6 separate regions of the Mus musculus genome follow, and all the other regions are linked to region 2. The links are chromatin contacts, called in public HiChIP or PLAC-seq and promoter capture Hi-C maps. All regions are on one chromosome and are shown on one strand. The core of a region is the stretch at or near the end of the contact, and the rest is flanking DNA. Distances in the headings are between cores, read along the strand shown.

Evidence for each region. Promoter capture Hi-C pulls out the DNA fragments that hold promoters and counts their contacts. HiChIP or PLAC-seq counts read pairs in DNA pulled down with a chosen protein or histone mark.
Region 1: a contact with region 2 is called in a FOXA1 HiChIP or PLAC-seq map of pancreatic cancer cells. The contact joins the promoter of Vps45 here to the promoter of Adamtsl4 in region 2. A contact is called at or near these places in 5 of 39 promoter capture datasets (hippocampal neurons, liver, neutrophils and 2 more), 3 of 484 Hi-C or Micro-C datasets (CD4 T cells, the G1E-ER4 cell line and embryonic stem cells) and 2 of 115 datasets of contacts at active chromatin or transcription factors (microglia and pancreatic cancer cells).
Region 3: an H3K27ac HiChIP or PLAC-seq map of embryonic stem cells shows a contact between it and region 2, with 5 read pairs. The contact joins the enhancer-like site here to the promoter of Adamtsl4 in region 2. A contact is called at or near these places in 6 of 39 promoter capture datasets (the C10 cell line, hematopoietic stem and progenitor cells, hippocampal neurons and 3 more) and 3 of 115 datasets of contacts at active chromatin or transcription factors (all in embryonic stem cells).
Region 4: a contact with region 2 is called in an HNF4G HiChIP or PLAC-seq map of pancreatic cancer cells. The contact joins the enhancer-like site here to the promoter of Adamtsl4 in region 2. A contact is called at or near these places in 3 of 39 promoter capture datasets (liver and neutrophils), 2 of 115 datasets of contacts at active chromatin or transcription factors (microglia and pancreatic cancer cells) and 1 of 9 other capture datasets (pancreatic islet).
Region 5: a contact with region 2 is called in a promoter capture Hi-C map of embryonic stem cells, with 9 read pairs. The contact joins the promoter of Plekho1 here to the promoter of Adamtsl4 in region 2. A contact is called at or near these places in 1 of 39 promoter capture datasets (embryonic stem cells) and 1 of 115 datasets of contacts at active chromatin or transcription factors (pancreatic cancer cells).
Region 6: a promoter capture Hi-C map of fetal liver shows a contact between it and region 2, with 4 times the contacts expected there. The contact joins the promoter of Sv2a here to the promoter of Adamtsl4 in region 2. A contact is called at or near these places in 5 of 39 promoter capture datasets (cranial neural crest, fetal liver, liver and 1 more) and 3 of 115 datasets of contacts at active chromatin or transcription factors (bone marrow-derived macrophages, memory CD8 T cells and pancreatic cancer cells).

Annotation. Positions count from the first base shown.
Region 1 is chr3:96,056,843-96,060,838 of GRCm38.p6, forward strand. It overlaps Vps45 (vacuolar protein sorting 45), which reads right to left and starts at 1,613. Exons shown (of 15, transcript NM_013841.3): 1 at 840-1,613; 2 at 138-272. The coding sequence starts at 932.
Region 2 is chr3:95,685,602-95,689,242 of GRCm38.p6, forward strand. Adamtsl4 (ADAMTS-like 4) reads right to left here and starts at 2,316. Exons shown (of 18, transcript NM_144899.3): 1 at 2,220-2,316.
Region 3 is chr3:95,341,599-95,345,372 of GRCm38.p6, forward strand. Setdb1 (SET domain, bifurcated 1) reads right to left here. Exons shown (of 22, transcript NM_018877.3): 9 at 58-248. Among named protein-coding and RNA genes, the nearest start is that of Setdb1, 14 kb to the right of the region's middle. Within about 2 kb of position 1,968, at least 7 of the 459 cell types and tissues checked have an H3K27ac peak or open chromatin away from gene starts, as enhancers often do. A contact at or near this core is called in embryonic stem cells, where this site is marked.
Region 4 is chr3:95,175,975-95,180,221 of GRCm38.p6, forward strand. No RefSeq gene overlaps it. Among named protein-coding and RNA genes, the nearest start is that of Sema6c, 14 kb to the left of the region's middle. Within about 2 kb of position 1,802, at least 30 of the 459 cell types and tissues checked have an H3K27ac peak or open chromatin away from gene starts, as enhancers often do. A contact at or near this core is called in pancreatic cancer cells, where this site is marked.
Region 5 is chr3:95,993,078-95,997,161 of GRCm38.p6, forward strand. It overlaps Plekho1 (pleckstrin homology domain containing, family O member 1), which reads right to left and starts at 2,762. Exons shown (of 6, transcript NM_023320.2): 1 at 2,694-2,762; 2 at 2,445-2,591. The coding sequence starts at 2,720.
Region 6 is chr3:96,179,955-96,183,628 of GRCm38.p6, forward strand. It overlaps Sv2a (synaptic vesicle glycoprotein 2 a), which reads left to right and starts at 1,273. Exons shown (of 13, transcript NM_022030.3): 1 at 1,273-1,349.

The DNA of each region.
Region 1 (3,996 bases), core at 363-2,862, 370 kb after region 2:
AAGGTCACAACTCTGACAAAACAGGATAATTATGATGCCACAAATGATGGTAACACAAATTTATTTTGCCTTCTTAACGCTTTCGGATCAGTACTCTGCATTTGCCCACAGAGACGGCAGCTCAGTGTGTGTAGTACCTTTGTGGGTCGAAGGAAACAAATTGCTTTTAGGTGTTTCATGATCTCTCGATTTTGAGAATCAATTCGTTCGAAGAGGTATACTTCCTTCTGAAGAATCTCTGACTGTGTGTAGACCATACTCACTATACCAGTCTGTAAAGCAAAAGAACGAACTAAGATTATACTAGTCCGGACTAGTAAAAACATGCATCAATAGTTAAGCCTTTTGCCACTAATATTTGAGTAGGTAATTTAAATTCTAATATACAGAATAATATTTACCTAATATCCAAAACAGGCTGTAATGTGTTAGAATGAAAACCTACCACTCTCTCTGAACATGAACAACTCAGAAACTTCTAAAGAGGATCTTCACCATTCCTTTACAATTCCTTTTTTAAAGTTGTGGTCAACAAATAGCCTGTTATTTCAGCTGAACCCCAACAATTTACTTTTAAAAACAACGTTGAGTAAAGTCTTCCCTGTGTCGCCAGTAACAATTTCTTTGCAGACACTCTTTCAGGTGTAAGAAGTCTCTTGGCACCAGTTAGAGCTGGTTAGACTGCACACCCACTGGGAAAGCATTCTACAACTTTCCCAGTGCCAGACAGACTTGATCATCGTCATCAGTGAAATGCTAAGTTCTACAGCGGAACGGGGCCAGCAATTCTAAAGGAAGGGAGAGCTTCCTTTATAAATACTGAGCAAAAGCAAACTCACCGTTTCTTTATCCATGAGAAGTACCTTCATGCCCGGCCCGCTGTCCTCTATCATTTTGGAAATATACTGCTTCACAGCAAAGACCACATTCATGGTGGCGAATTGACAGGTGCCCCACAGCCCTTCCCACCCACTTTCCTGGCTGAATTAACCTCAGGCCTGTTGGGTCTCAGCTGCTTCCGGTCGCCAAAGCCTCGGCTTCCGGGAGTCCGGGTAGCTCCGATACTGGGAATTGTAGTTCCTCCGTGGAGTCCGGGACTCAGACTCAGCAGCTAAGCGACGGTGCCATTCCCGACGCTTCTCGGTAGGGAGTGGAAGGCAGCCTGTTTCCCCGAACCCGCGCTGTGCTGGCTTCTGGTCCTGAGTAGGGAAGCGCTTGGCGCACCGCGGGATACAGCTCTCTCGGACACTGTTTGCTGAGCATCTTTTCTGAAGCCCTCGCACGTCATCGTAGCACTGGGCAGGCTGGGGCAGCGGGGTCCCAGGTCTGTACTGCATAGCAAGTTCTCTGATAGCCCAGGCTAGGTTACAGAGGCAGCCCCGGTTTTCTAAAGTATCCAAACAAAGTAGCATCAAGAGACGGCATTTTGTATTTGGTAGGTCATAGAATGAGACTCAACTGGGTTTCCTAAAGAGAGAAGGGGAGCTGAAATTCATCACGTTTGTTGAATGAAGAAACAATGGGAACGCTATTTAGAGATGTTGTAGACCTTAGAGACCCCAGGAAGGCGCGGAGCTTCCACCCGCCCCCTACTCAGGACCGCTGGGACTGCGAGCTCGCGGCGCCCAAAGTACTGAATTTGGTTGGCTTTCAGGGACGCCGGGTTTCCAGGGCCCCTGCAATGGGCGGGGACAGTTAATTCATTGGGGCCGGAACAAAACCAACTTGAGAATTTAAAGGTAAACACATTTTTAATCTAAGAAGCAAGAACAATTAGCAATCAACTGGATCTTAAAGCTTCAGTTTCCAAAAAATTCAACAGATGACACACTATTATCACACTTCGGATCAAGGTGTTTTGTTCCTCACCTTCTTACAATAGAGAACTGTACAACCAGGAAGACAAATAACTGCAACAAATCATTGGCTATTAGTGCTTCAAATATTTACACCAAAATAATGACGTGTGTGAGATGTGAAACTGCAAAGGATCACCAGAGGTGAGAAGGAGATTTTAAGAGAGGGAGACCCGGATAGACATAGTATTGGAATACAAGGGAATGAATACAAGGAGCACAAAACAGACAGACTATTTAGTAGAGGAAGGGGACCAGGGAGCTTTAGGAACCGCGGGGTTAGGGGTAGAGGGGCTGGAGGCAGGAAAAAAAGGAAACACATTAGAATGAGATATTATTGTCATGTGTATAAATGCCATTATGAGACTCATTGAGAATGCTAATTTAAAAAATTAATTTAAAATCAACACAGCACCACTAAATACTAGTTTTTTCAACATACTGTAAGAAATATGCGGTTAAATAGAATAGAAGAACTTAATCGGGTTATGCAAATTATGCGAAGTTTCCAAATCCCTTGAGGAAGACTAGAAGTCACTTGAAATACAGGTATTTGTCACTTCTAAAATTGTGAAAATGTGTTCTTTTCAGTTTTCCAGTCAATAAATAAACCAGTAAATAAAACTTCCCATTGGGCACAGTACAGGTTTTGAGACTTTCTTTCTTCTTCCTTTTTGTTTGAATAAGGCTTTGCAATGTAACACGGGCTGACTTTGAACGCGTGACCCCTCAGTGTCTGCAGTGCTGGAGTTACTGGTGTGCATATGTTTTGACAGAAGCCTTAAAGCTTTATATTAAACGAGTCAGTGGGATATTAACTACACACAAATGAGATCTAATGTTATATACAATCCTGTTTTATCAGCAAAAAAGTTCATATATTATAGAAAACTGACTCATCAAAGAAAATAAAATTTACCCACAAATCTAGCAAGTTACTGGTATCTGAAAAATCACCATCACCCATGTTGCTTGGATTCTATTTCCTTACCTGGACTGTAATATAGTATGTCATATTTTTTCAACTTTCTGTATCTTAAAAAGAACAAGCCAGCAGTGGTGTCACACACCTTTAATCCCAGCACTCAGGAGGCAGAGACAGGCAGATCTCTGAGTTTGAGGCCAGCGGGGTCTACAGAGTGAGTTCCAGGACAGCAAGGGCTCTGTTACAGAGAGAAACCCTGTCTCAAAAAATAAAACAAACTGAACAAGAGACGAGGAGTAGAACAATGATTGTCCTTGAAATGGTGCCTTGTCAGATTACAATTGTAAGAAATGAGTGGAGAGAGTCCTTTTAGTTATTTGTATTCAGACAGATATGACTTTTTGAAAAAGAAAATACCTACTTTGACAAGCTTAAAATGTCTGACAATACCAAGTGTTGGAGACAGTGTGAGACAAGAATTCACAGGTTACCAACGCAAGAATCAAAGAGCCTTTTTTTTTAATAGAAATGTGGAATTATCTTTAAAAGCTAGTGAAACATAAAACCCTTATGCTTGTGGGTTCAAATTTCCTGCCCCTTGGTATTCTTGTACAGTAGAGCATCATTCCCACACTTTTAACCCAGAAGTGGCCATGCAGGGCCACTGGGCCCCCATTGCCTCTGAGCTGCTTCAGTTGTCAGCTTTCCCAGTGTCCCCTGTGTGTGGCCATGAGAGAAATTTCATGCTCTAAAAAACTCTCACATGTTTATGAAGCATGCACACAGATGCTCTAACAGAGTCACTGAGAGTCGTAAGATAAAGTTGTAAACAATCTGAGTGTCCATCACTCAAAGAATGAATACATAATATCTACAATAAGTAATAACTTTGAAATTAACTACTGTATTTGGTGTGGGATGAGTTAGAACTTAAAGCTTCCTTGGATAAAAACAGAGTACTGGGAATAAAAGCAGCTCATGCCTTTTTAAATAGTGTACTACCAGACTGTAAAAATAGCATATTGCTAAAACCTCAGGCCAGAAAGATGCATAAACAAATGCTTCATGATTCAGTCAGAGAGGGAGCAAGGGGCACACAACTGAAGGCCAGAACATAGCTGCATGCTGAGGCTTTACAATGTGTCAGGGAAGTAGAGGGCACTTGGCTATTCTGTATCTTTTCTCAGCTTTGGGAGACTTAGTAGCTGGATAAAA
Region 2 (3,641 bases), core at 1,066-3,565:
TGAAGGGCTGTCTCAGCACAACACCAACAGCCTGGAGGGGTGGGGGAGGAATGGTCCACCCCTTTAGGACCTAAGGGTGGGAGCAAGAAGGGACGTTGTCTTTGTCATCTGCTAGAGGGTGGGGGGTCTGACCTCAGCCTCTTAGTTCAGTTTAGTCTCCTCCCTATGGCCCAAGATGGACTTAGCTCCTTTGGAGGCTGATGTGGGTGGGGGTAGGGGTTGTGCATAGGCAGCTTGGGCCAGAGCTTCTTTCTCCTAGAGCTCTAGGGCCTAGAGGAGGCAGGCTATGCCAGTCACCCATGAGGGGCCAGCCAGAGGCCTCCGGGCACCAGGGGTGGGGTCACAAGCCTTAATTCCACAGTTGGGATGGAGTTCAAGGGGTTCAGCTTGGGTGATATGGGACCTCTATCACAAAACAAACAAACAAACAACAAAAAAAGGAAAACCAACCTCCTCCCGCTCACAGAACCCAAGAGCATTTGTTTCTTTTCCTTTTAACTAAGCTCCTTACGGAGGACAAGGCTCATACAGGCTGCCCCGGGCATTTTTTTTTGTCCAAGGGATAAACTAAGTGGGTTAATGGCTTCATCTCCTGAGAAGAGGCAGTGACTTATCCTCCCCATGAGTGCCAGCATCCACAAGGCACTGGCTCAGGGTGACTTAGCTCATGTACAACTAGTTTTCTGCTTTTTTTTTTTTCCTTACAATGCTCAGCCAAACTGGGACACCTAAGAAGGAGAGATGTAGCCATAGCAGCCCATGCTTGCCAGGTTCTCCCTCCCGTATCCCTGGAAAGTCCACCCTTAAGTCTAGCTGTAAACACTGGGTAGCAGGGGTCTTCATACCTGTCCTCAAATCTTGTCTCTCCCTACCCCCATCCTCCATTCCCTGCCTTCTCTTTGAGGCCCCGCCTACCCACATCCTCATCCCATCTAAGTTCTGCTTTCCAGGAAAAACACTGTTTCTGCTGCCTTTGAATGGCACCATGAGAAGAATCCAAGGATCGCTGGCCAAAGTAGGCCAGATCAGGGCATGCAAAGGACAGAGAGGGGGGCAAAGCTAGGTCCTGCTCCCCCTCCCTGGGACCCCAGGGCTTGGGAATTTGAGGAGGAGACCAAATGGGCTGAGCTGAGTTCTTGGAGCTAGGGAGGAGGTAAAAGGCACCACGTCCTTCTTCAGTTGAGCCAGCCACTGAATCTACGACTTCCCTGATGGACGAGTGGCCCTGTTCAACCCACTCATCAGCCCTCTGCCTGCCCAGTGAGGCTGGAAGGATGGGGGGTGTGTGTGATGGACACAACCTGTCTGATGCTGGTCCCCTCTCCACCTCCCTCTGCGCCTCTCTGCTCCTCCAGTCTGTCCCTGATGCCTCTCCGTGGTCTACCCAGTACACATAATCCTGTCCTGAGCTGGTTTTGGCAGCTCTCTGGAGAAGTGAGGGGTGGGGGGTGACGAGAACTCCTGGGGCTAGGGCCAGGCCTGGCTCCCTCTCTGGAAAAGTCCACCCCACCCTCCCCTGCATAGGGGAGCAGGAGCCGACACCCCCCCCCCCCCCCGCACAAATGTATGTTTGTCCTTTCTCCACGCCCAGGGTGAGGAAAATGAGGTTGGAAGTGGGCATCCTGAAGTCACGGTGGACCCTGGCTGAGCACAAACCTATGCTGCTCCTGGTCACACCCCCTTGTGGGCCAGTGACACCAAGGAAAGTGACTTGCAGGGTGCTAACCCCTTCACCCCAGGCTCACTTCAGGCAAATGAGCCAATGCAGAGTGGACGGGTGGAGGGAGGGTTAGTAAGGGCTGGGCTAGCAGAGGAGAGATGCTGTCCTGTCAGAATGCCAGGGTTTTCACGGCATCCCCCCCCCCCCAAACATCCCAACAGGTGTCTTTTCCCTCAACCTCTCACAACAGATTGAGTTGTGCAAAGAGCACTCACCCGCATCCCTCCCGGACACCCTATCCCTGCGTTCCCAGAGTACAGGCGTCTGGTCGCATCTTCCCGAAGCCCCTCAGGGAAGAGCCGGCTGTGCCGGCGTGCAGGGAGGTCCTGGGTATGTTTTCCAACTTCACTATGTGACTTAATAGGAATCTTGGCACAAGCCCTCGCCCGGGTGATGGGACTCGGAGTCCCAGGGACCAGACCCCCTCCCCAGGAATTCGCCTTAGGGTCCGCTGTTCTGAGACAGTCAGAGCCCAGGCGGGGGGTCGGGGAGGTTCTACCTTCTCTGCGCCCGCTCTCTCCAGCTGCCTCTGGTAGTGGCCACCGCGGCCCGGAGCCCCAGGACAGCGCCGCCCGCGGCAGGCTCCGCCCCACGCCACCCGTGCCCCGCCCGCCACGCGCCGGACTCAACCACCCACCCCGGGTGCCCCGTACAGCTAAAGAGCTTGCAGCCACGCTGTGGACACGGTTCCCGCGCCCGCCCCGGGGCTCGAGACCCCACCAACTCTGGCAGGCTCCTTTTGGTTGGAGCCTGTCCTCGAAGAACCTGGGCTAGCCCCGAACCAGCAAGGGGATTTGCAAACTAGACCCATGTAGCCCTGAGCAAACTCAGATCTGCTCAAGCCAAGGCCCTCTCCTCCATGCAGCCAATGCCATCGCCTCCGCTTTTCCCATACTGGGCAGTGAACCATGTGGCTCTGATGGCCAGGGACCTCTCTGAGCCTCGGTTTCTTCATCCATAAAATTTTACACCCTGGAGCTTAGCGGGAGGAATGCACGCTGAATTATGAGTCAGACAATTTGGATTTGAATTTCAGCTTGAGCACTTGCCAGCTCTGTGGTCTTTCATGAGCACTTCAACTTCAATGCGGCAGTGTCCTCTGTAGAATGGGAGAATTTGATGTGTATATTAGGCTTGGAAATGTTTATCCATCTCCATGTGGAAGAATGACTGAGGAGGGGTGGGGAAGGGATGAAAACAGCTTTCAGTTTTTATGCTTTTTATTCTATTCATATGTCTTTTAATGGATTGTTGGTTTGTTGTTTGTCTTTGAGGCAGGGTCTCGGTAGCCCTGTCTGGCTTGAACTGTGTAGACCAGGCCAGCCTTCAACTCATGGAGATCCACCTGCTATTGCTTACTGCAGTGTTGGGATTAAAGGCCTGCCTATGCCTTGCCTGTCCAACCTCGTAACTTCTTTGAAAAACAAAAACGTATAGGTTGTTCGATACTAGACTGGTCTTCAGGGTGAATTCCAGCTGAGGCTGGGCGGGGGGTGGGGGTGGGGGAGAATATATAGGGAATGGTAGTGCATGTTTAGCACTTGGGAGGCTGAGGCAAGAGAGGGGAACCACTGGTTCAAGACCAGCCTGGGAAATCCAGCAAGTTCTAGGGCAAGCTGGGCTACAGAGTGAGACCACCCTAGTTTCAACAATGAAATACCAGAGCAAGGTTAGAGAGATGGCTCAGCCATTGAAGGCCAGGCTCACCACCAATGTCAAGACACTCAAATACAGAAGTTGTAGCAACATATTGTCTTGCAACCCATAAAACAACAGAGGGCCCTGGTGCCCCCGGCTAATGTTTCCTAGTTTCTTGGCTATATGTTACACTTTGTGCTGAGGGCACAGAAGCTAGTTTAAGTCCTTAAGTCTCCAAGTCTAGTTTGAACAGATCCTGCCAGTGAGAAATGATCACTTTGGA
Region 3 (3,774 bases), core at 718-3,217, 340 kb before region 2:
TTTTACTGGTACCTGCCCCCTAATATTACCACAAATTCTTCTTTGGAAGAACATTACCAGAAAGAGGATCCTGACTAGGCTGCCATCCACCTCTTCAACTCGAGACTTCCACCATGTGCCTTCCCACTCAGTCTTGATAAGCTGCCCACTCTTGAGAAGTACCATTGGGCGGTTTGGATAGGCAGTGATATATTCCTCTATGAAGTCTCGGCAGGAGCTATCTTCTATGTCCTCCCAAGTCTTTTTTACTGTCCAAAGGAAAGAAGCAGAGCTGAGGACAGGAAGGACATATCTTGAAAGGGAAGAACGGTTGGCACTTTCAAAATTTAAAGAGAAAAAATAAATAAATTCATAACCTCAAGGGAAGCAAAACCAAGACCATCTTAAGTACAGAGACTAATGTGCAAATGCACATATAAATACTAAATAAACTAAGCCACATACAAACCTAAGCAATTCATGTAAAAGAAACAGGCATTTCAGTTTATGGAGAATCTTACGAACCAGTGGAAGTAGTAAACTATTATGAAACAGTAAGTCTCCTTTCCTCTTCGTTCCTCCTTCCTTTTTTTTTCTTTTCCTCTGGAGACCAAGCTAGCCTCCAGAGATCCTCTTGCCCGTCTACTGAGTGTTGGGATCAAAGGTGTGTACCACCACTGCCTGCCTGTCTGTCTGTCTCTCTCTCTCTTTCTTTTTGGTTTTTCAAGACAGGGTTTCTCTGTATAGCCCTGGCTGTACTGGAACTCACTCTGTAGACCAGGCTGACCTCAAACCCAGAGATCCGCTTGCCTCTGCCTCCCAAGTGCTGGGATTAAAGGCGTGCTCCACCACTGGTCAGTTTTGCTTCTTTTTCTAATTAATGTTGGTGATCCACATGCAAAGTAAGAGCTGTCCACCACTGAGCTATACCACAGTCTATTGTTTCTTTTTTTCATTCCCCCCAAATTTTTCTTTTAAAGTTTTTTTTTTTTTTTAATTTGAGGTGTTTTGCCTGCATATTTCTGTACATCATGAATGTGCAGTCCTCCAAAAGAAGTCAGAAGAGCACACTGGGTACCCTGGAACCGGAGTTACCGAAAGCTGTGAGCTGCCAAATATGAGTGTTGGGAACTGAGCTTGGGTCTTTCTGCAAGAGCATCAAGTACTCTTAACTGCTGAACCATCCTCCAGCCTAACTTAGACACCCAGTGCTGACATAGGCTGGGTGTCATGGCACACATCTGCAACTTGAGCATTGTGAGGGGAAGGTAGATTCAAAAACAATGATGACCCACCCACCAGCCAGCAAGCTAGCCTAGCCAAGCCAACTGATCAGAGCTTCAATGGAAGACCCTGTCTAAAGACCAGGTGAAAAATAGGAAGACACCTAACATTAACTTCTGGCTTACACACATGCATGTAAGCATGTGTGTGCACACACACGCACAAAATATAGTCATGAATGGTGTCATGTACCAATAATCTCAGCACGTAGGAGGCAGAGGCAGGGGGATTTCTGAGTTCGAGGCCAGCCTGGTCTACAGAGTAGAGTGAGTTCCAGGACATCCAGGGCTACACAGAGAAACCCTGTCTTGAAAAACCAACAAAACAAAACAAAAAAAGTTAAAGAGCAACCTTAACTATACACAGAATTCAAGGCCAGCTTGAACTACAGGAGACATGGTTAAGCAGATAAAGCACTTGCCATGCAAGCATGATGATCAAGTTCACAGAACCTGTGTAAAAGCTAAGACACTATGAAGACTGTCTATAATTCTAACATTCAGAAAGCAGAAATAGAATATCCCCAAGGCAACCTGGCTAGCTGCAGTTGGCTAGCTGGAGTTCGCAAGTTCCAGGTTTAGCCAATAACTTTGCCTCAATTAACATTAAGTAGACAAGGCATCTAATATCAGCTTTGGCCTACATACAATCCCAAACATATGTGAACATGTGCCGCAGACCCTCTGGGCCCCTTTGTCTGCGTGGAACGGGTCTCTAGTCGTGGGTGGGCAAAGTGTCAGATGAACTGACAGACAGATGCACACAGGAGAGGTTGTGTAGGATCTGAATATAATGTCAAATCGAGCATCAGACTTTTTATGCAGAAGACAATAAGGAAGTTGGGTGACACACCAGCAAGGTACAAAGAGGTTACTGGATTCTTACATAAAACAGATGAATGCAAACACAGAAGGTCTAACGGGATCTACCTGGGATAGATCCTGCCATAGTTCCTATTTTGGTCTATTGAATAGTCCACCTTCCCCTTAGGCCATTGTAAATGCGTGTGTATGGGTGTAACTCAGCTATAGTCTTAGAAGCCAGGTGTGAGGTCTTTACTCTCCTAGGGCAAGGGCTTTCACACCCAAGTCATGGTTCTAACTAGGGAGTTCCGTTCTAGCTAACCATCTCATGAATAATGCAATACTCTAAAACCACAGCACGATCTACTTCCTAAACCATTGTAAATTCCTGTATATGGGTGTAACTCAGCTATAGTTCTAAGTATCTATTCTGGTTTCTCCTACGGTCAGAAACTTCTTTCTTCCTTGGTGATGGTAGATTCCTGTGAAGGGCAGTGACCTAACTTTTACTCAAAGTGATAGTGTAATACCAGGGGCAGTACTGAATTCCAAGCCCAAGGTCTTGCTCAAGGACGTTCTAGGACTGTTGGAACACTGGCTTTAGCTATGTCAGAATTCAATCTTAAAAGGCATTTATAATAGGATAATACTAAAGGAGAGCACGTGGATCCATACATTAGACTAACTCGGGAATGGAAAGTTAATGTATGGGTTAGAGAGAACGCCAGAGTCCAGGAGCGAGTTTCCGTGAAACTCTTTTGCCTCGTGAGTGAGTAGCTTCCAAGCCTCTCGGCTTGTCAAGCTGACTCGATCAGAGCGCGTGGCAAACATGCAAACATAAAATTTAAAAACTCAAAGACTTTGCCATGTGTTTATTTCCATGTTAACAATAAGTAATTGATTCTTCTGCAATCACAAATAATTGTGGATCTAGGGAGATAGTTCAATGGCAAGTGTGCTTGTGGACTTGAGTATGCATCCTCAACACCCATGTTAAAAACAAATGGCCATGTATGCTTATAATTCCACATTTAGGGTAGCTACATGTAAATACTCTGGCCAGCTAGCCTAGCCAAAATTGTATATTTCTGTTTCAGTGAGAGATCCTATTTCAATGTAATAAGAAAGAGAGTGATAGAAGAGATGGGACGCCTTCATACCTGGTCTCAATGGCTAAGTGCACAGGTACAACACACACAGAGATTAAAAATAAGTAAGTGTGGGAGTAGAAGCATGTGCATCACTGTAGGTTCAAAGCTAGTCTGGTCATATAGACAGTTCTAAGATAGATTTGAGTTTAATTCTTAGACTATACATACGAAAGTTAGCGATGGGGGTGTGCAATTGAAATGGCAGTGCCAATTGAAATCCTAGCACCTACATGGCAACTCCAGTCCCAGGAAATTCAAATGCACAGACATATTTGTATGCAGAATATTCATACAAATTAAGTAAATTAAAATATTAATAAGAAAACCAAAGAAGGTAGACAGCACCGGAGGAAGATGGGCCTGCATGTATGTGTATATATGTATATACTCACAGACACACAGACATACACACACACACAGCTTCTATAGGAAGTTATTATGTAGACAATACAAACAGAAATGTAAAACATGAGAGCAGCCTTCTTTAAACCTAAATTCCTTAGAAATGAAATCAAAGCAAATCTGTAAGTTGATAAAGACAGTCAGAATCTTTTAGG
Region 4 (4,247 bases), core at 552-3,051, 510 kb before region 2:
GCCAGGGCTTTACAGAGAAACCCTGTCTGGAAAAAATCCAACCCAAACCAAACCAAACAAAAAAAACAACAAAAAGCCAAAAACAAAAAACAATGCCTAATGCAACATAAATGGCATCATTTTGTTTTTGTTTTTTTGAAACAATGTTGTCCTCCAATATGCAGTAGATCTATTCTTTTTTTTTTTTAAAGATTTATTTATTTATTATATGTAAGTACACTGTAGCTGTCTTCAGACATTCCAGAAGAGGGAGTCAGATCTCATTACAGATGGTTGTGAACCACCATGTGGTTGCTGGGATTTGAACTCCGGACCTTCGGAAGAGCAGTCGGGTACTCTTACCAACTGAGCCATCTCACCAGCCCTAGATCTATTCTTGAACAGATCCTCCAGCAGCCATAGACTCACAAGTTCTGGGATGACAGATAGGAGCTTCCCAGTGTGAATATACGTTCTACCATCAATTTAGGAAATAATGATGAGCAGTATCTCTGTTCAGTACACATACAGTTTTCCCCCACAAACCCAGGCCTCACAGATGCAGGCAGATTCCATCATGGAGCTGCAGCTCAGCTTTAGTCTTGGGATTCTTCGTGGGCAGCAGCAGTTAAAGTTCAATGTCCTGCTTATTCCTTTATCTGTGCTTTTAAGAGAATGTTCACTTCTCCAGCTGGGAACCCAGAACAAGTGAAAGCAACTGTGTTGCAGTAAGAGCAAGTCCTTGGGCCCTTCCTTGAAACCTTTTGTTCTTTAACTAAAGCTCTCCAAGCGGCTGCCCTCCCCCACCCCACCCCATACACATAACCTTTCTCTCTGTAGCTTTGGCTGTCCTGGAACTCACTCTGTAGACCAGCCTGGCCTCCAACTCAGATCTGCCTGCCTCTACTTCCCAAGAGCTGGGATCAAAAGTGTGCGCCACTATGCCTGGAACTCAATTTCTTTTCTAAGAAATGGAAAGAACATAGGCTAACAGAGACTTGTAAGGCATGAAATACATAGGCTTAAATCTAGCAGGTTAGGTAGGTGTGTGGTGGGCCATTGTTATCTCACTCCCTTGGAGTCTGTGTCAGGAACACTGAATCCAGGGCAAGCCTGGACAGCATAGCTTCCTTTCACCATCTCCCAAAAGCCCCACAATTAAGTGTTCTGTAGGACGTGGTTATTTGCTCAAAATAATATAGGCCACCACCAAAGAGGCAATCCCCTATTACTCATGATAACTTTCTACTGGCAGATTATAATAGTGGATAGTAAATTAAGGGATAGTTGCAGACATTATTGCTAAAAGTGGAAAGACAAACAAACATCCTTTTTAAGTTCAATTAAAAAAAATCTGCTCGGCAGAGTTTTGTTTCTGCTTTTTTCAGGTTCTCATGTATCCCAGGCTGGCAGTGAACTTCTCACTCTCCTGCCTGTGTCTCCTAAGAGCTGGGATTACAGGTGTGTGTCTCCACTTCTAATAGACCACACTATCAGCCCACTTGCTTTGTTAGTAGGAAAAGCAGGATGTGGCGGGAGCCTCCTCCTCAGGGACCTCCGAGCTAATTTCTCAGGCATCCTAGGAGATTATGGGGAAAGCAGGGCCTCAGCAGGCTGAAGCCATCAGGTGTCTAAGGCTTTGGGGACCTGAGACTCAAAGGGTTCCACAATCAAGAGAGCTCCAAAAGCTGCTCGGCATCTTGGTTCTTTAGGGGCAAAGTCACAAGGGCCTGAACGATTTATTACTCAAGTTTGTTGCGTCTTACGGCTGCCACCCCAAGCTTTGGAGCACACAGGTATGAGTCACTGCCATTCGACCCAGCAGATGACCCTTTAGAGCTGTTGACTCCTTACATTTAAGGTTATGCAGGCAGGGTGGAGCTCAGACAGACTGCTTGCTAACATGCCTGAGGCTCTGCGTTTGGTCCCTAGCACTGGGTCAGAAGTTCAAGATAATGCTGGGCATTGAATTTGAGGCTAGCCTGGGAAACATGAGACCCTGTCTCAGTAAAGAAAAGATAGAAAAGAAAAGAAAAGAAAAGAAAAGAAAAGAAAAGAAAAGAAAGGAAAGGAAAGGAAAGGAAAGGAAAGGAAAGGAAAGGAAAAGAAAAGAAAAGAAAAGAAAAGAAAGAAGAAAAGGAAGAAAGGAAGGGAGGGAGGGAGAAAGGAAGGAAGGAAGGAAGAAAGAAAGAAAGAAAGGAAGGAAGAAAGGAAGAAAGGAAGAAAGAAAGAGAGAGAGAAGGAAAGAAAGAGAGAAAGAGAGAGAAACAAAGAAGCAGGTTATATACACAAAACCAGATTTAGTGGCATAGATGTGTGATCCAGCTACTCAGGAGGCTGAGGTAGTAGGATTGCCATGATTTAGAGGACAGACTGGAGTATAGTGAGACGAGAGAGACAGAGAGAGAGACAGAGAGAGAGAGACAGAGAGAGACAGAGAGAGACACAGAGAGAGACAGAGAGAGACAGAGATTGAGAGTAATTGGTATGGAAGCTGGAGGTAGGAACCTGGGAAATCATATACTTATACACTGATCCACGTATTTCAGTCTGTTATGGTTGTTTTTGAGTTTTTAAAAATGTTACTTGCTTTTATGTATAGTTGTGTTCTGTGTGCTTGTATATCTGTGTACCACATGTGTGCCTGGTGCCTACAGAGACCAGAAAAGGGCATCAGATCCCCTGGAACTAGTTACATGTGGTTATGAGCTGCCATGTGGGTGGTGGGAATTGAACCTGGGTCCTCTGGAAGAACAGTCGGTGCTCTTAACCACTGAACAATCTCCCTGGCCTGTTTCTGATTTTAAACCATTTTTTAAAGATTTATTTTTATTTTAGATATATGAGTGTTTTGCTTGCATGCATCTGTGTACTATGTGTATACCGGGTGCCTGCAGAGGGCAGAAGAAGATGTCACATCCTGGACCTTCTGCAACTGGAGTTAACATAGTTATGGTCAATCATGTGAGTGCTGGGAATCAAACCCAGGGTCTCTGCAAGAGCAATAAATATGCTCTTAACTGCTGAACCACCTCTCAAGCCCCACCTCTAGTTTCTTAAATGCAATCTGAGATGAATTTGGATGTCTAAAGCAGTCCAACTAGTTGGCTCAGCCAATAAAGGCGCTTGCCACCAAGTCTTTTTATTCAGTCTGGGACCTTAGCCCATGGAATGATGCCACCCACATTTAGCGTGGGTCTTTCTACCTCAGATAACCCAATCCAGAAGCTCCCTCACAGGCATGCCTCATAAGCGTGTGTCTTGTGTGATTCTAAGTCCTGTCAAGTTAACTGTCAGTACCAACCGTCACAGTACTGGTGGCCTTCTCTCCAACATCCCCTTGCTTCTCTATAACTCTCCCTAAAATTTTCATTTCTTAAAGAGGCTGGCGAAACTGCACAGCAGTTAAGAGCTCTGCCTGTTCTTCCAGAGGACCCGGATGGGTCTGTAACTCCAGTCCCAGGGGATCTGACACCTTCTTCTTGTCTCCATGGGTACTGCATGCACATTCATGTGGAACACAGACACGCATGCAAGGCAAAACTCACCCCATTCACATAAAAAAAAATCAAGATAAAACGTTTTAAAAACTCATTTAGACTTCTTTTGTTTGTATCTATCTCTCCTGGAACTGGAGTTGTAGGTGGTTGTAAACTGACCAAGGTGGGTGCTAGAAATCAAATGTGGGTCCTCTGGAAGAGCAGGCAGTGTTCTGAGTAGCTGTGGCTAGACTGGAACTTGCTATGTAAATCAGATTGCCCTCAAACTCACAGCAATCCACATACCCTGGCTCCTGAGTGCTGGGCTTAAAGCTACCACACGGGGCTTCTCACAATGCTCTTCTACTTTAGGTCTGGTTATAGGCACTGAGTAGCCCCCATGCTTTTGCTCAGGAGCTACCCACGATCTTAATGTATTCTGGAATCTGTTAGACGTCTTGCACAAAACGTTTGTAGGCACAGCAATCATCCGGTGGCTTTCATTTTAGCTGTCCAGTGTTCCTTGCCTTTTGGCTAAGGTCAAGTGCAAGGAACTCCTATCTCTAGTCCACCCAACCTCCCCATCCTCCTTGTGATTTCTCTCACTAGGCTTTTCATTCAACAGACTCTGTTCTTGTGTTTCTCAAGGCCCCTCAAGCTCCCACTTTTCCCTTCAGCCAAGTGGTGATCCTATCTATGATGCTTCAGTAACCTCAAGGTTATCATGTGGTATTTACAGGCCATACACATTTGCCAAAGAGAAATTTACTGACACTAAGCCTAGTTCGT
Region 5 (4,084 bases), core at 1,512-4,011, 310 kb after region 2:
GTGGGATGATACAGCAACCTCCTCTCCTGTGCCTTTCCCAGAGAAACTATCAGCAGAGGCCAGAAAGCTCGGAGGGCAGGAGGCGAGGGAAGAGCTGGGTGTGTGCAGCCAGGGGAAGGGACTCACTTGTTCTGTTTTCCCAGGGGAAGGGAAGGGAAGGGGAGGGGAGGGGAGGGAAGGGAAGGGAAGGGAAGGGAAGGGAAGGGAAGGGAAGGGGAGGGAAGGGAAGGGAGCTCTCCTGGCGTGGACAAGGCTGATAAGGCACTCTGGGAGTGGGATGCATTGACAGAGGTCAGGAAGGGCAAGGGTGGGAGGCTGGGTGAGGTAGGCAGCAGGATAAGTAGATGCCAGTGCCCAGAAAAGACAGATACCCTGGCACCTTGCTCTCTATTGTATTCTGTCTCTTCCTCACACCGAATTCCCAAAGTCTCATTTATGACTACATCTTCCAAATTAACCCTCTGTCTCTCGGCCCACAGTTGTACCAAGCATTCAACCTAACTTCCTCTACTGTGAAGTCTCCCTAAGGTATGGATCAGTTCCTACCTCTGGTCCTTGATCAGGTCAGTGAAGGGATGCCCTTGGAGAGTTAGGAATGACCCTACAACATCCACGGAAGGGCTTCTCTAGAGAAAGGAGTTGTGGGAGACCTTGCTTTCCCCAGAAAGGAGGACTGAGACAGAATGCTTAGCAGGGTTCCCTTCCTCTTTTGTTTTTGCATGTAAATTGCAAATACACTCTGCTTTTGGGTCTCACATCTTCAGTGCGTTGCTTTGCTACTGCTTTTGTTTACAGGCTGAATAAACAGTGTCTTGTGGCAGCTTTGCCCTTAGCCCAGGCCCACTGGACCATGGAACTGGTTCTGAAGAAGGGTCAGTATAAGGTGCCGTTCCCTCTTTTCCACTGCCCTTCCCAGCAGGGGGCATCTGGCCCCAGGTCTAGTCAGATGCTCCTGAGTCAGAGGACAGCGGACACTCTAGGCTGAGGTCATCCTATCTTCTCTCTGCTCTGCATCTCTCCCTCTCACACCAGGTTCTGCCTTTTAGACAAACATAAGAAGGGGAAAAGGCCTTGTTTTGTTTCTGTAGCCCTTCACTGTCCTCTGGTTTCCCCTCGGACCTGTAGGAAGCCCTTCCTGATTGCTAACTACATTTCCTGGCATTATGAAGTTCGGGGAAGACAGGAGATATGAGGTGACACCCACTGCTGCTTTTAAAATAAACAAAAATAGAAAGCAAGAGAATCGTTGGGGGAGCTCTCTGTAGGATTCGAGAGCAGGTAGCAGTGGCCCTCGAGAGCACACTCGGTCAAGGCTTCCCTTAGCTTGCTCTGAGGCCTCTCCAACCGTTATGTTTTGGCCCCTTCAAGAGGGGCCTGGGGGCTCAACACTAGTTCTCTGCTTGTCTCAGTAGACTGCTTTGAGATGAGTACAGCTCTCCAGCTGCAAGTGTATCTGCTTCGACACCATAAAAGGCTTTATTTACCCAAATACAAGGGCAGAAAACAAGTGTCTAGTGACAAAAGCAGAACAGGTTAGAGCTAAGGGAGGGCTTCCCACTCGGTTGGTTTTGGGTGAGGGCAGGCAAGGGAGGAAGGGCCAGTCTGAAAGGGACAGGAACAGGCCACCATGATCAGACAGTCACAGGGAAGCAAGTTCAGTTTCTCAGCATTCTTGTTATTGAGTCAAGAGTTGGGGCTTCACAAAGGGGGAAGGGATCTGGATTCCACGACCTGGCTTTATATTCTGACCCCATGTGCCGGGCTGTGGTTTCCTGTAAAACTACAGAGCCAAAGCCATGGAGACACACACACAGGCGCTCACAGTCCTAACTCCATTCCCCCTGTCTACAAATAAAGATGGGCAGAATATGAGTTCCTTGAATTTTTTTTTTCTTTTTTCTTTTTACCCTTTAAGTGGAGTGGACGGTGAGGAACAAGCCTGGTTCAGGATGCTAGCTCCTACAAGAATCCGGCATTCACCGCTGCTCTACCCCTGGTCCCAGAGACTGCCTCCAAGTTGTGTTTTCTATGATTTAGGGAGACTGTGCTACTCAGGGGACCTACATATGCCCTCCTCCCTCCCAACCCCCGCAGGAACGGAGAGAGTGGTGGGCTGGGGTGGGGAAGACAGGAAGGATCGAGGGATACGAATACCAGTGTGTAACAAAAACAAACCCCACCAAAACCCCCAACCGTATTTTAGGGGGCCAGAATAGAGGGAGAGGCGGCGGATGTCAGAACTTCTGAGAAAGGTGTCCGCAAAGGCACATCAAATAAGTAAACTCCTAAACCCCACTCAGGTTCTCTCACTCGGGGGTGACTTTTTTCTGCAGACACAGGACTTTTGCGACCCCTGAACTTGCAGAGATGGAGGCGGGGCAAGCCGGAGAACTAGCCGCCGTGGGGACAGGGTCCCGACGGCTCGCGCAAGGGCGGGCGCCTACCTCCTTCTCGGAGACGTAGAGCTGGTCGCCTTTCAGCACCACATAGCGGTTTTTCCAAATCTCCCTGAAAATCCCTTTCCCGCAGAATTTCCGGACCCAGCCGACCTTCTCGGGCGCCGCAGACTGATGGTTTCCATCCGGAGGCCCCTGCCCGGGGCGAGACGAGGAGCGGCGGCTCAGACTGGTCTCTGCGCCCTCCCCGCCCCCCCCGCCAGCCCCAGCCCCATTGTCCGCGCGCCGCGCACTCACCCGCTTGCCGGAGCCGCTCTTCTTCATGGCGGGATCGGGCGGCCGCGCCCGCTGCTCGCTCGGCGGCTCGTGCTAGCCGCAGGCCGGGCCCCCGCTGCCCCCGCCGCCCCCGTCGCCCATGCCCGCCCCCGCCGCACCGGCCCCGGCCACCGCCGCTGACGTCGCGGGCTCCGAATGAAGGGCGGACCGCGGCGCCGCCGCCGTGCGCTCCCCGCCCCCCGCCTTTGTTTCCGACCCGGCACCCGGCGGAGGCGCGAGCGGATAACCGGGAGGCGCGGCGGTGGGGGCGGGCCCGAGGCGTGGCGAGCGGGATGGAGCGGAGGCGCCGTGGGAGAGCGGCCGCCTCGGACCCGCAGACTCCGGCTGGCGGAGCCCCGGGAGTCTCCACTCTCGACCTACTGCCGGGCGGACGTGAGCGCCCCGCGAGGCCTGCGGTAAACACGCGTGCAGCGGCGGGGAGGCCCGGAGGACGCTCGGACCGCGAGCTCTTCTGAGTCCTGTGTTTCTGATGTGGCTTGGAGGGAGCCCAAGTTTGAGCGCGGCTTTCCTCACCACTCCTGGGTCTCTGTTCCCCTACCTGGTAAAAGGAGGATCAGCTGACCCATGAAAGCCCGCGAGGACCCAACTGTGTCTTTTAGGTTCAATTACTACCAGACAGTAAGCTAATAAACCTGGTGTATGGTAAACACAACCACCACGAATGAGTAAAGCCCAGAGCAGGGGAATTATTTTTTCCCAGAGACGTCCAAGATGAAGTGTTGGTAAGTTTGTGGTTTGAGGAGTGGAGGATGTTTGGGCTTTTTGGGAGAGAATTTATCAAGAAAGATACCTCTTCTTAGACCCACCGTGCTTCCCAGTCCTGCAATCTCACTAGCCATATAATTGACTTCTATTTCAGGTGGATACAGAACTTTATGCTTTCAAAATGCTCTTATATTGGCACTTTAGAATGTCGAGTACCATTTTGTAAGGCATATAAGAGTGAGGATATTATCCCTTGGGAAAAGATCAGTCCAGCACAGGGAACCATTTGTCATGCTCAAACTGACACACTGCTGTTACATGAGTTAGCATAGAGGTTTTCTAACCCGGGTCTGCCTTTTAGACTTTGTACACGTGTACACAGCACACTTTGCAGACTACCCCCTACACACACAGCACACTTTACAGACTATCTCCTCCTCATCTCTGTTTGGTACTGGCCTGTTTAAAGGGCAAAGAAATGACTGAGAAAGGCTTTAGGAGGGAGCCTATGTACTAGCATGAGGGCACAGCTGAGGGAATGAGCTTTTGGGAACTTGTTGGCTGAGCAGGTAAGAATGCTTTGGATTATTTTGTCTTTATTTTTTAATAAGACAAGGTCTTTTTTGTTTGTTTGTTTGTTTTGGTTT
Region 6 (3,674 bases), core at 23-2,522, 490 kb after region 2:
ACCTTACTGACCCATACATTTCCAAAATCCAGCATTGGGTCCTCCAAAACTTAGGCTCATATCCCTAGCATAGTAAATTCAGATGTCAAATGGCATCTGGGAAATCTCTGAGCACACAGGCTGCCAGCCTTCTGTATTCAGTATCTCCCAGCATCCTAGACCCACACTTAACCGAGCAGTCTCATGGTATTACAGCTAAAAAAGACGCCTCATCCAAAACACTCCATTTTCTAGACAAGAAGCCTGTTGGTTCACAGAGGCAGGGGACTTGGTCAAAACCAACGGTGGAAATCTGGGCTGTGCTTTGGTCAGTGCTTGTTCCAGACAATCCCAAGGTTTTATCTGGAGTAGACTGGTTCAGGTTGTACATCCTTGAAGTGCCTCTGGATCTGTCAGTCCAGGTTACCTGACAATAAAACAGAAAAGATTCAAGAAAAGGAGAACCCAAGCCAGTGTACGTACACACACACAAGAGGAGGTTGTTAATTGATAGGATGTATGTATGTATGTATGTATGTATGTATGTATGTATGTATGTATGTATTTTTGAGTCACTGGAGAGTGTGGTTAGAAAGGGAACTGTCCAGTTGATCAGACAAACTCCTCTAGCACCGCCTCTGCTACCAGCAATTGAATAGAAATGGGGAGGGGGAGGTCCTTGTACATAAACAGTCTGGACTGTTTTTGGAGGAGACAGATGACAGGGGCCCAGTTGTCACTGACTCTGACTATTGAGTACAGAAACCACACCTTGTTATCTCTGAGTCCTCTCACATAGCAAGGTGAACCTGGAGTCCAAGCTGTGGGTTTAGGAGAGGGTTTTTAATTCCAGGGAGCAGTGTGGAAGGGGAGGGAGCTGTTTTTAACGCAGCAAGAACTGCTGGGACTCCTGGGTTCTCTCATCCTAGCTTGGGTGCAAAGGAAGGGGCTACCTCATTCATCACCTGTCTATTTCCTCCACTTACTCCCCTAACCACTGCTAGTGTCTTTAATTCCTGGCATCTTTTGCTAGGGAGGAAGGGGCTGAGAAAGACTGTCATTTCCAGCTGTCACCCTGACAGTCCCCTCCAGTTCCTTCATCTTTTCTTCCTGTGTCCTAAGTCCCCCCCCCCCCCCCCCCGCCCCATCATCTTTTCTTTCGCCACCCCCACCCCCCACAATGGTCTCTCCCGCTGCTCACTGGCGCGGGGGAGGGAGGGTCGGAGGCGGGGCCGGAGCGCGTGCGGGGGGCAGGTCTGCAGTGCCGCTTCCCCTGGTACCGGGAGGAGCAGTCGCCGCTGCCGCCTCAGCCCTGTGGCTGGACCCCCTCCCTCACCCGGGGACTCCCTGACCCGGGGAACCAAGCTCAGGTGAGACCCCTCTCCTCTCACCTCTACCCCGCCCCGGGCAGAAGCATCCTCGTCTAGCCTTGCAGCCATTTTATCTCTGATGCTTTGCTTATGGGGAGGGTGACTGTCCCCGCTGTAGGGGTGAGGGTGGTGGTGGGGGTGATGGTGGTTTGGGGAATGGGCCATTTATTTCAATTGCTTTGAGAATATACTTGAATAAATAAATATATATGTGCAATACACATATATGTATTTGTATGTATATACACACATACATACATATGCGAGGATTTTTTTTCTACCTTAGCTTAAAGTCCCCATTACATAAACCTGGTGAGGGGCTGTTAGGTAAGCTGAGGTTCCCTCAAACTCCATCCTCTCCTCACCTTGATGTACGTCCCTCCCCAACCCCCCTCTCCCCCCCCCCCACCCATGGTAAATGACCTTGGCTGGGGCCATAGAATGAGTACAGCCGCTCTTGCCTGGACTTGGGTGGGTTAGGGGGTAGAGGAATCGGCTTGGTGAAGGATAGAAGGAATGAAACACTGGGCAGACAGACATGGGAAGCAACCAGGTGTTGGGGCTTGGCACTAGAGGCGCTTACTGAGGGGGTCAGGAGAGGGGCGCAGAAGGATGGTGGGAACCTGTCCAGCAGCAGGACCAGGGGTGGGAGCAGCCATGTAATCAGTTCCAGGGCCTCATGCCTGGTACCAGAGCTGAGGCTAGGTGGGGGTTGGGGGTCTCCGCAATCCTGGCAGAGGCGGTCCCTAAGCCTATGCATGTGAAACATTTTCTCTACATCCCTGGCCTCTCCGTGAGCATTTCTCCGTGAGCATTTCTCCGTGTACATTCTCAGCTGACACCTCCCCACCCCCCCAAACTGGATGCTCCCATCTTCCAAACCCAGGGGTAGATTGTAGGGGTGAGGCTCAGTCTTGTCAGTCTTGCGGAGGGGTAAGAGGGTCAGTTATCAAGCTGTGATGTGGGGGTGGGGGGCACTCTGGAATCTTCTCTGCCCCTTGTCCTTTTCAGTGGGAATCTTCTGATCAATGACTGCTTCTTCATGACCTTGTCACTTCTTAATGACCTGGCATGGGATGGGATGGAAACCTGGGTGGCCTCCAAAGCAGGGGCTTTGATTAGGGGGCCCGTCTGGACCTGAGCAGTTTACTTGAAAGGTTTGCTTACGAAGCCCTTTCCACATGCCCTTTCCACCTTCTGCAGAAAATTATGGACATGTTTCTTCCGGTCAGGTGAAGCCAGTCAGCCTTAAAGGACTTGGTAAATCCCAGTCTGGTCTCCTTTAACTCCACCTCTCCCAGTGCTGTCTCTCTTCCTCAGGCTCAGCCACTCTTGTGCTGCTCTGCAGGCTAAATATAGCACGACTTCCTCACCAGCTCAAAGAATTTGTCTTCTTTCTCTCCCTCCTGGGCTTGGTGGCCCTGGGGGGGCACTGGCTGTTGAGCCACTGTGTGCTGTTGTGGCTGGGGAGCCTTTCCTACCCCCACAGCTGAGGGGAAACAATGTCAACAGGCATGGGAAACAGCTCCTGGTGGGTCCAAATCTTCCTTCAGGGTTTGAAGAGGGATCATGGTTGGGAAAGAGAGCCGAGGTACACAAATTGCCTTGGCGCTGGGGATGCTATTCCCTGAACCATGAAGAAAAGGTGACATCGAGGCCACTGTTCCTGGTCACTGTTGTCCACTGCTTACATCTTTCCTTGCCAGTGTATCTTTCTGAATGACAAGGCATTATTTACCCTTTTCCACTAGTGTGTGTGTGTGTGTGTGTGTGTGTGTGTGTGTGTGTGTGACTGGTCAAGCCTTTGACTGGGTGGGAGCAGAGGAGATTATTTTAGGGGAATGATATTGCTCTTAACCCAGGCTTGTGTCCTCTGTTGCCCGGAAGGAGGTTATCCAATGCCTCCCTTTGGGGGATGTCTTATTTTGGGGGGGGGGGAGGTCCCCTTCATTCTCCACCAGCTGCCTACGCACTGCACTGCGGTATTTATGGACTCCTTTTTCATTGACTCCTGAAGAACCAGAGGGATTAAAGGAGATTAGGAAGGGAGACCCTGGAAGAATAGAACAACTATAGACCTTAGACTCTCACTGGGAACGTGATCGCAACCAGTCATTTCTAGTCCTACCCCACAGGCAAAAGGGGAGTTCTAGATGTGACATTCTGAAGGAAGGGGATGGCAGCTGGTTGCCTTTCCTCTTAGCTCATGGTCTTCCTTCTTGTCCCTTCTACCTAAGCTTCAAGTCTCCCTTTTGGGTCCTTATCCTGTTAGTTTACAAAGGATATACCTAATTCCAGCTCTTGAAGTTAGTTTAAACCCAGACA